2 separate regions of the Hordeum vulgare genome follow, and region 1 is linked to region 2. Evidence: chromatin contacts called from public Hi-C data. All regions are on one chromosome and are shown on one strand. Each heading gives the region's core, a stretch centred on a gene start, on an enhancer-like site or on the middle of the called end of the contact. The rest is flanking DNA. Distances are from core to core; before and after follow the strand shown.

What was found. A called contact is a pair of places that touch in the nucleus more often than the background predicts.
Region 1: a Hi-C map of seedling shows a contact between it and region 2, with 2.0 times the contacts expected there. The contact joins the promoter of LOC123446867 here to the promoter of LOC123446817 in region 2. A contact is called at or near these places in 2 of 6 Hi-C or Micro-C datasets (leaf and seedling).

What each region holds. Positions count from the first base shown.
Region 1 is chr1H:476,257,061-476,262,673 of MorexV3_pseudomolecules_assembly, forward strand. LOC123446867 (probable pectinesterase 53) reads right to left here and starts at 3,991. Exons shown (of 5, transcript XM_045123410.1): 1 at 3,414-3,991; 2 at 3,110-3,299; 3 at 2,805-3,011; 4 at 1,424-1,659; 5 at 883-1,346. The coding sequence starts at 3,862. The coding sequence ends at 1,199. It overlaps LOC123446851 (protein cereblon-like), which reads right to left. Exons shown (of 9, transcript XM_045123400.1): 9 at 5,566-5,613.
Region 2 is chr1H:475,643,271-475,649,027 of MorexV3_pseudomolecules_assembly, forward strand. LOC123446817 (hexokinase-5) reads right to left here and starts at 2,056. Exons shown (of 9, transcript XM_045123362.1): 1 at 1,577-2,056; 2 at 581-731; 3 at 311-493; 4 at 1-24. The coding sequence starts at 1,875. LOC123415932 (a long non-coding RNA gene) reads right to left here. Exons shown (of 3, transcript XR_006615626.1): 2 at 5,382-5,495; 3 at 5,208-5,293.

The DNA of each region.
Region 1 (5,613 bases), core at 2,741-5,240, 620 kb after region 2:
AATTCCATAGTCTGAATATAACATTTGGCATGGTAAAAAAATTGATGGTCCATAAAGTGAATTTGCCATGGTAAAAAAACATTCTGGGCACGGTCCAAAAGGAAATATACCATGATCCAAAAAAAACATGAAAAAATACCTTTATAGATCATGAAAAAGTTGAGTAAAAAGATGTATGGGCCAACTATACGTATCATGGCAAATGAGCTACATATTATCAATGCAAAATGATCCATTGCTTAGATTTTATGCAAAACATGGCATTGGCAAAAATAATTGCCCATGGGACATAAGGTTAATTTGCCATGATTCATAAAGTAAGTTTGTCGTGGTCCATGAAGATTTCCAACGCAATTTGCAATGTGTATGAAATGAGATTTGGCAAAAAATAAGGATTTCGCTTTTTGGAAAAGGGTTGTCATATTTAGAAAGTTGCCATGGGCGCATGGAAAAATTTAAGAAATTTATGGATTTATTTCCTGGACAAGACCATCCTGGACAAAATTTAAGAAAGGGCATTGACCATCCTTTTGGCGGTGAAATTATGTTTTCCTTCTTGTTTCCTGGACAAGACACAGTTTTCACTCCGTCTTGGGCAATGACCACGCTTTCTGTGAGTGATTGATGCACAGGATTGGTAATGGTGCAGCTCCTTGACGTGATCACGTGAACACCTGGGATCTCCCGGCCCCCCTAACGGTGGCTTTCGTGCTTTCTTCATGGAGCTCTCCTACGATGCCCTTCTGTTATCTCATGGCATGATGTGTTGTCTCGGACAACCTCCTCTGAGTTGCTAGTGATGCTCTGTATGTGGTTATGACACAACTTATGTTGCATCTACATTCATCTGGGGATTAGGAGGTGGATCTCTGCGTTGTGTTGTAATTCAATACAGTACTTTTCATTCGTGTTTTCTGTCTACTTGCCTCGGCAAACAGAGGACACAGGACTCATGTTACCGTTTGCTCTCTTCGTCAGAACTCACAGCAGTTAAAAACGAACCGATGCGACTCACTCACTCACTTCCCTCTAAAACCAAACGAGAAGAAAAGAAAAGAAAAGAAAAGAGAAAAGAGCCGGAGGCCGGAGACAGCCGTGGTAGCTCGTCATGAACCCAGCTGCAAATGCTGCAGCCGAATCAAGTCACCCTGCTACTAAGTCAGTAACCTGCGGACGCCCTGGATCCGACCATCCGCTGCTACAACCTGAGCCACTCGAGGCCGTCGATGAAGCTGAGGGAGATGAATGGCTTGGCCTCCTCGTCGGTGAGCTCCCGGGACCAGTCCACCCTGCCGGCGTGGTTCGCCCCCGGCCCCGAGCACTTGTACTGCCCGTAGAACACCGTCCTGCATCCATCCATGAAAATCCGTCAGTCATACGAAGCATGCACCAAGAAGATTCACAAGAGACGGACGGCACGTACATCTCGCGCGTGGGGTCGCCCCAGTTGTACCAGCCGCGGGGGATGATGATGTTGTCCATGTAGGTGTAGGCGAAGACGACGCGGGAGAAGGTGCCCCATGCGCGGCCGAGGTAGAGCGCCCCCGACCCCGTCACCCGGCAGTTGAGGAAGGAGAACCCCGTGTCGTCCAGCATGCTCCGCCGGTTCTGCGCCGTCAGCGCGCCGTAGTGCGGCGAGATCGCGTGCACGTGGCAGCCCTGCATCCCCCAAACCGCACGCCGCCATGCCATGGCGCCCACGTCAGCTAGCTAGCTAGCTAGGATTTTGGTCAAGAAAATGCTGCCGTGGTTTCGGTGAAGAAAATGTCGGTTGGTAATGCTAGCTAGGTATATGCGCTGCCAAAAATGCAGTGTAAGCTAGCGATTGATTGACTAGCGCCATTTTATGTCCAGCTAATTAAGCAAAGGGTATAAGGAGATAGGCACGTACGGCACCAGCCAGCAAGGCTAGCTCCTCCGTCGTCACGGGCCGGAGCTAGCTGCCGGCGCCTCGCCTGGGGCCGAGGAGGGACCGGACCGGGGAACCTGCCGCCACCAGAAAGCCACGTTTCGCAACGGTACAAGCGGAGCGACACCGGCTCGCTGCCATTAAGAACCAAGATCCCCCATTAATTAACGGAAATCAACATTCCCTTCCCCCCTTGTCCTGTCCCTGCTGCATGCACGGCCCCGGTCCGTCACACGCAGGCGGACGAACAGAAGCGAGATGGATACGTACGTACGGGACGGAAGGCCGTGACCCAGCATGCAGCATCCATCTGCGGATCCGCCGGTGTCGCGCTCACCTGCACTGCATGGCGGCATGGCCACCGCGCCACGGGCGGCACGGCCCGGGACTAACTCAGCGGTGGCTGCACTGCCACAGAACGAGATCGTGTCTGGCCCAGAACGAGGGTTGCCGGTGGGACAAGATTTGTCACGGGTGCTACGATTCCGTTCCTGGAATGCGCGCACTGGCAGGAACATTATCTGTTTCCTTGTTTTTTCAACAGTATGACCGACCGACCCGTCGTGCATGGAGGGCTCTTGTACGTACGTACGTACGCGACTCTATGCAGGACACTGGTAGTGGTAGGCCATGCACGCTCGAGCTGGATGCTCTGCCCGTCAGAGAGCCGCGGCCCAGCCCCGGCGGGTACCGACATGACACCACCTCTTTGTGGCTGCACGCAGGGTTCAACCGCACGTACAGCCGACACACTGACACGTCAGGTGGGTGGAGCAAAGATGCTCTGCTGACTTGACTCGCAGGTGCTAATTAAGCTTGCCTGTGAAATCTAGAGAGATAGGAGTAGATGTTTTTTGCAATGGCAGGGGAGGCAGAGGAGCAGACGAGGGTGCACCTCGTAGAGGGAGAGGGCGTTGCCGAAGATGAAGTCGACGGAGCCCTCGATGTAGCAGTCCTTGTAGTAGTGGCGGCCCAGGTGGTCATACAGCGTGTCCTGCGCGCCCAGGAAGTTGCACCCCACGAACGCCGCGTTGTCCGCCGATATCCGCAGCGCCACCCCTTGCTTCCCCAGCGCGCCCGCCCGAGGCACCGGCGCCGTGTTCTGCAGCACAATCCCATCCAAATCAATCAATCAATCAACCAGTGTCGTCGAGCCTTGGGTCGACGAGTGAGTACAGATACAGTACGCACGGCACTTACCTTGAAGGTGATGTTCTTGGCGACGAAGAACTGCGAGTTGACGGCGAAGGTGGCGGAGGCGAAGGTGCCGAAGGGGCGGCCCCATGGCCCGGCCGTGTCCGCCGTGTCGCCCCACTGCACCACCGTCCGGTCCGCGCCCGCGCCCTCCACCGTCACGAACGCGCGCAGCGGCGAGATGCTCACCTTCTCCCTGCATTACATTTACACGGGCCATGCACTCTCACCGTCAGTCAGACGCCGAGCACCGACGACTAGAACGATCGATGGGCAAGTATACGATATGTTGGTCAGGTCACGCACGTACGTGTAGGTGCCGGCATTGACCTTGATGACGACGCGAGCGAGGTTGATGATCGGGAGCGAGTCGACGGCGCCCTGTATGGTGCTGAAGTCGCCGGCCCCGGGCGTCCTGTCCACGACGATCGTGCGCGTCGTGGGGAGCAGCGCGCGGTTGAGCGCCCGCTGGAACACGCTGTGTTCGAGCGCGCCCATGAAATGCACCCACCGCGTGAACCGCCGCTCGATCGTCTCCACCGCCGTCGCGTTCGCCGGGTAGGGCCTCGCCGCCGCAGCAGCAGCCTTCCCCGGCCTCAGGCCCTTGGTGTGCCTGTGCTCCACGCGCCCGCGCCCGTGCCCGTGCCGGCCGGCGTCCACGTCGCCCGGCCCGGCCAGCAGCAGCAGCGCCAACAGCACCACAACGCACGCCAGCCACCTCGCCCGCGACGACGGCGAGGACGAGGACGACGCTGCCATCGCCGCGACAATGCGCTGCGAGTACGCCGCCAGTGGCAACAGTGGAGGGGCGCTGTTGCGGTGGTCACTCACCGGCAGCTAGCTAGGTATGCTACAATGGGGCTGTGTCTGCGTGTGTCAGGTATAATTGGGGAGCGGGGGGGGGGGGGGGGGGGGGGATTTAAGGAGATCACGGGCGTCCTGTTCCGAGGGAACGATGGAATGACACAGCTCACGAGCACGAGCAAGAGCACGAGCAGAGGCCGCTGTTCGTGTGTGTTGGCTCTAGTGTGGGCGTGGGCGTGCGCGCGCATCTAGCAGAGCGGCGCTTGTGCGGTGCGGCTACGGCGGTACATGCATGCACCACATGCTCGGCCACATGCATGTGCGTTCGTCTTCGTCTTCCCCTTGGCCTCGGTCTCCCACTGTCCTATCGGGAAAGGCAAACCAACCTTGCAGTTGCAGTTCTACTTACGGTGGCTAAATCGCGACCCCGTGGTTTACTCTGTCTTGAGCACTGTTTCCTTGTACCCTGGTTCCATTCCGCGGCGGCATAACGACCTCCGACTTGACTCTCGTGGGTGACGACCAGTGCTAGAAACAACCTTTTTTTTATAAGGGCATCTTCAACAGAGGCTCAAAACACAGCTTGGGACGATAAAAATCCTCATTTTTTTTTTGTCGGACAACTTCAACAGAGCCTGTAAAATACTACGCGTGTTAAAAAGTTTTAGGCATGTATTAAAAACGTCATCGCGTGCAGTAAATTTGGGATGCCGGATCACGCACGCTTTACAATTTACACCGCGTATTTTTTTGGACGTGTGTTTTTGAGCGTCTGAACAAGCAATGCTGGTCTCACGGAATAAAATCGTTACAGTAGTGCGCTAAAACTTTTATTGAGCGTGAAAGAAAAACAGTATTTTCTGAAAGCGGATTTGCCGGCATTTCTATTTCCGGGAAGATAAAATAATGGTCTCTCCCGTCCGTCGACTACCGAGTCGCATGCGCATCGCAAAGCCATGAAAGTCGCACGGGAATGAGTACGCAATCGAGCAGTTCAGCATGCTCACCATCAAGTACCGCCTCCACCATCCTCGCAGCTTTAAACAGTTATATACAAATATCCATACTTCATATACTCGTACCGGTGTACACATCATGGAAGGACAGGCAGGTAATCTGTAAATGCAATCGACATATACAGACGCAGAGAAGCGCACATTCTCTGTCAGTGTTGGCTTCCCCTCCCGTCTGGTACGCCGATGCCCCTCTCCTAGTGTCAGCTTGTGCTGCTGCCATGGCCCATCCTTCTTCCGCCACCCGTGATCGCCAGGTCTCTCTCGCTTTTACGGAAGGCGGTATTGAAATACCGGCCAACTCGCTACCGGTTCCACGGATACTGGCTGGAGCAAACCGACAGTACGCTCCATACGCGTTGCTGCTCGCCACTCGTGCTAGCTCAGCTGGGCCGACCGACGACCCTGCTGCCTCCTGCTCGGTGCTAGTACTGCTAACCATGGCGATGGAGTAAATTGTGGAGCTACCACTCATTCTCAGGGGCTCAGGGCCACTTTCCCACTCTACCGCTACTCTACTGCATTACCGTACCGTATAGGGTATGGCAACTGAACCTTTCTACTTTCTTCTCCACAAAGCCGCACTCTCACACAGATCTACAAAGAGAACCGGATTTCCAGGCATCATTTCAGAGGGAGGTGGAATTTTCTTAACTTTCAACACAACATTCCATTTACCCCAACACTTTTCAC
Region 2 (5,757 bases), core at 806-3,305:
CTCAGCCACAACATCCTCGCCAACCTGATTAAGGAGTAGCCAAAGAACACGTCAAAATAAAGATAATTGGCTCAGATACCATATAAACCGCAAAACATAGTATTTGAATTGCACATCAAGAATATGTTTCCTAACCAGTAACCACTATTAAACTTCAACACTTATGTTCTGATTGGCATATCAAATCAAGCTTTGCCACAAGAAACTTGCCAAGGGAATCCATGGATTTATATGAAAATCCAGTGGAAGTTATGCTAACTAATGTGCTAGGAACTGCTCAACAAATGCTGTGTAGTGTTTTGAATTTTACCGTGCCGTTGATTGAAAAGCCCTTTGTCCACTTGATGAGTGTTCCTGATGATATTGATAGTTGGTTTACAGGAAAGGAAAAGGTGAAACCCAGCTCTCTCTGCCTCCCCACTGGGAGGTGGTACTCGTCACCTTCAGTATCAACAAATTTGGCCAATACAGCAGCAATGAAATCAAATAGCTCCTGTAATAATAATTCAAGTTAAATTAGCAAACATGCATGTAAATTTACGACTCCAGGGAGCTTGAAAACTGAATACCAGGTACTCACCAAGGAAGTTCCGATCATCAGGTGTGGTGGAATAGAGACTTCCTCATACTGTTGCTTGACAACACGTTTCTCCCTTCCTCCAAGTTGGACTCGCAGAACACGGAAGTTGGTACCTCCAAGATCCAGTGCATAAAACAACCCATGTTCGTCTCTGCAGAAATAGCAGTTAAATGTTTAGACAATACAGTTATACAAGTCTAGGAAAAATGTCATGTTTTTCAGAGAATTGCATGTAATAGATAGACAGACTACAATTTGTCTTCGAAATTTTTATATGCAATAAAGCAGGTGATCCTTGAAAAACTAAGCACATAACAGATTATACTTGGAGAGGATGAGTTCTACAGGTGGATATCATTGAACAAAGAAATTGGTGAAACAAACCAATCGCATAAGAACTTCTGTTCAGAATTCACAGAATTGAGCATATGGGAGTAATCCTGAGTGAACTATCCCTGCCATGATCGGTCAGTACATCCCACTGAAAGCGTATTACTTAGGCCTGACAAATGATCATCCACACCAACTCATGGAAATACCATATGGTGACATGCTGATTGATAAATAAATAAAATCCTAAATCATCAAAATTCTGACGACCATACGATCAGCAAACAGGGCGCGATGCGCCAGAGCGAAATTGGTCAATTCATATGAGGTAATAAAATGACCACATCCTTGCCCAAGATGATTCATCGAGAAGATCACATAAGAGGCGATGTTATTCCTGATTTCGCTCTGAATCGCCACAAGGCGCGATTTTGGCACAAGCACTCACACTAAGATCCGCACATTTCGCCGTACAGCAAGCCATGGCTAATCAAGAGCAGAATTCCCGTGGCGTGCGGGACCGACGAATCCAAATTCATCGACGCGCGGCTTTCCCGGCGGCTCACGGATCACGAGGCCCACCCACAAGTCAACCCGACAGCTAAAGGGTAAGGGAAGGATCGGGCGGGATCGGATCAGATCGGGAATGGGGGTGGTTTCCCTTACCCGGTGGGGAGGTTGTCGACGTAGCTGATGAGCATCTTGAGCTGGGAGTGGATGTCCCCGCGCAGCCCGCGCTCCATCTCGAGGACGAGCGCGTCGGAGATGCCCCGCAGCAGGGCGGTGGGCGTGGCGAGCGTGCGCTCGACCTCCTCGATGACGGCCGCCACCTTCTTCTTCCTCTCGGCCTCGGCCGCGCCGAGCAGCTCCGCGTCCCTCCGGCGCCGGCGCCGGCCGAGCACCACGGCCGTGCCCACCGCGGCGCACACCACCACCGCCGTCCCCACCGCCGCCGCCTTCCCCATCTTCGCGCCTAGATCGGTCGTCCTCGTCCCCGCTCTGGATCCGGAGGCCGGGTGGAGGAGTAGGAGGGAGGGAGGAGGGATCGCTCGCTGGCTGCTGCTGCTTCCCCGGGGGAGAAAGAAGGGAGGGGGAGGGGGGAGCCACTGGCCGGACGTTTTAACCGGTACAGCTTTTTTACCGCGCCCCTCCGCTTGGCCTGGCCCCCGCGGCATTTATGATCCACCCTTCGTCGCCTCGACGGCCCCGATCCGTCCCCTGCGCCACGCGGACGGCCCGGATGGACGCTCCGGGAGGGAGGTGGATCTGGGATTTACCCCTTTCTGGATTACCGAACGGATTTACCTTGGATATACATTGCGGTAAAACGAATACTGCTTCCGGTTAGGCCGTTGACCCTGTGATTGGGGCCCGCGTGTCGGTGGCTCATGTTTGGAGGGTGGGAAAGTCAGATGCGTAGAGAAGGGTTTCGGGTAAAAGGATTGGGGAAAATACGGTTTCACATGGATCGGCGGGGCCCACCGGGAGGGTGATGACGGGCGGGTGATGCCATCCGTGGTGTGGCCACATGGGGGAGGGGCCATAGGGTCAACCGCCACCAACCGTCCGCTGCGGGGCGGAGCAGCTACGCATCGGCGTTCGGCCGGCTCGACCGCGACCGCGACAGCGCAGGCACCGCCGGCGTACACCGGCGACTTCGTGGCCGAGCACGGAGCACACGAGCGGCGCCAGAGTTATAGTAGTAGTGGAATAGAACGGATATTGTACCGTACCGTGTCATGTCGTTCCTCCAACAGCTCCTCTCCACCCAAGACGAGTCGAATTGTTTTTAGATCCCGTTCTCTCTGTTTTCTAAATTACATACGGATACATATAAACATATTTTAAAGTATAGCAAAAGGGCCCATGCGTTGTAAAGGGAGAAAGAAATACCACACGACACACGCTCTTAATTTATAAAAAATGTCTATAATTTGAGAATTTATAGTTACGATACAAATAAAGATGGTCTTATCCTACAAAAATGCAGTTTAAAATTTCGCAGGTCTTCTATTTTAACACGGCTTGCATGTAGATTTAATACGTACAAAGAATCAGTCAAGTGACCTTCAGTTTCATCTCTAATCCTGATTTTGTTGACGTGTTCATTCCCAACCCGGATGAGTACCGGTATGAAAGAAACACGAATAATGACTTATTTATTAAGATTGCACCCTGGATAATATTTTAATTAAACGTTTAACAGATAAAATAATATCATATTTCAATTCTACATATTTTTCTAATCAAATTTCATGTATAATATGTTAAATTTGGAGTTACGGTTTAAAAGATATGAGTATTTAAAAAGATATTTAATATATACTACGAGTTTAATGTCATAAACAGTGAGGGCTTTTTTGTAAAATCACCTCGATGGGTTTTCCAACGAAAACGGTAGCCTCTTTATTATTAGGTAAAGAAGAAAGACGAATAATGACTTATTTATTAACATTGTACCCTAGATATTATTTTTATTAAATGTTTAACAGATAAAATAATATCATATTTAAATTCTACATATTTTTCTAATCAAATTCCATGTATAATATGTTAAATTTGGAGTTACGGTTTAAAAGATATGAGTATTGAAAAAGATATTTAATATATACTATGAGTTTAATGTCATAAACAGTAAGGGCTTTTTTGTAAAATCACCTCGATGGGTTTTTCGACGGAAGCGATAACCTCTTTATTATTACTAGCAAAAGGGCCGGTGCGTTGCAACGGGAGAAAAAAAACCACACGCTTTTAATCTTTTTATAATCATTTTGATTTATTAAAATAATGATGGAACACGGGTTGAATAACAAAAATTACAGGTTTTTTTTATAAAAATAACGTGGTGGGTTTTCCGACGGAAGCAATAGCCTCTTTATTATTATAGCAAAAGGGCCCATGCGTTGCAACGGGAGAAAGAAATACCACGCGACACACGCTCTTAATTTATAAAAAATGTCTATAATTTAATAATTTATAGTTACGATACAAATAAAGATGGTCTTATCCTACAAAAATGCAGTTCAAAATTTCACAGATCTTCTATTTTAACACGGCTTGTATGTAAATTTAATACGTACAAAGAATCAGTCAAGTGACCTTCAGTTTCATCTCTAATCCTGATTTTGTTGACGTGTTCATCCCCAACCCGGATGAGTACCGGTATGAAAGAAAGACGAATAATGACTTATTTATTAAGATTGCACCCTAGATAGTATTTTTATTAAACGTTTAGCAGATAAAATAATATCATATTTAAATTCTACATATTTTTCTAATCAAATTTCCATGTATAATATATTAAATTTGGAGTTACGGTTTAAAAGATATGAGTATTTGAAAAAATATTTAATATATACTACGAGTTTAATGTCATAAACAATAAGGGCTTTTTTGTAAAATCACCTCGGTGGGTTTTTCCGACGAAAACGATAGCCTCTTTATTATTAGGTATATATATATATATATATATTAGGTAAAAGATAGATTTATTTATTTTGCTTTATACTTCCTTTGTTCGGAAAAGATTGACTGACGCGCAGTGTGCTGGCGTTTTTGTAAAAAATACCTCGAAAATTGAAAACTATCTCAAATCGATCTATGCCTCCATCTTCTTTCTTCGCTGATCCCGCGCGTCGCCTGACACACGCCAGCCAGCAGATTTCGCCGCCGCCCACCTGCGCCTCTGATTCTGCCGCTGCCCGCGACCTGCGCCTCTAATTCTGTCGCCGCCACCCACCTGCACCTGCGATTCCGCGCATCGCCACTGTTGCCCAGGACCTGCACCTGCGGGATTCTGCACCTACGCTGCCCAGGACGTGCACCATCCAGGAACTGCTCTGCCGCCGTTGAGGACCCGTGCCAGCGCATTCCTCTCTCGCCATGACCGCCTTCGCTCGTTCCCCAGCCGCCATCCCCTCTGTGCATTCCCCTCCAGCCAAGACCCCCCCGGTCGTCGTCGGAGCCTCCTGCCGTGATCTGGTTGAGGTCGTCCTCCTTGAGCTCTGCATGCTCCTGGGTGACGATCTCCTGGACGAGGAGTGCGTGCTGCTGCTCGCGTCCCAGGACACTTTCTCACGCCCGTGGACGCCGGTGCGGGATTTTGGCAAGTCCCGTGCCGCCGGTCCTCTCTCTGGCGGCTTCCGTAGGCAGGGCCACGCGGGTGTGCCCAGCGGCGAGATGATCTGGCATCCGATCGAGCACCGTCCCTCGCCGCCGCTGCCTTTTGCCACCCCACCCCTCGCTGCTGCTGCTGCCTGCGTGTGCTGCAAGAAGTAAAGTTTAGTGCTGCTGCCTATAAAAGTTCAGTGCTGAGCCATTTGTCTAAATGAACCTGTTTGTCGCCTGATTGTTGCATCCATGTCAATGTAGCATTGCTATTTACTGAAATGAAAATGATGGAGACAGTAGCATTGTTCACATTTTGGCTTTGAACAAGAAGATGAATGTAGGATTCTTTCATGATGCTCACCTGAATGTACAACACCCCAATCACAGCAGGAACAACAATTAGAACAACTTGCCATGTAACCATTATCATCGTAAAAGGGATGTCGAAGTCCAAGATGCACAAATCTCACAAAGCCTGCATAAAATGCATGATTAATGGTGCAAATCTGCAGTAACATGGTGCAAATCTGCAGTAACATGGTGCAAATATGCAGTAACTATGATTTTTGACAGTAAGAATAAGAATGAAAATTCAGTGAGTAAATAAGATTACAGAATAAGAATAGGGGCTTGAGGATGTTCCAATTAGTGTTCAAGTGAAGAAAAGTGAAGATAATGATGATTTTTGACTAAAGATCAGTAACATTAGAATAAACATGAATTATACTCCAGTTTCA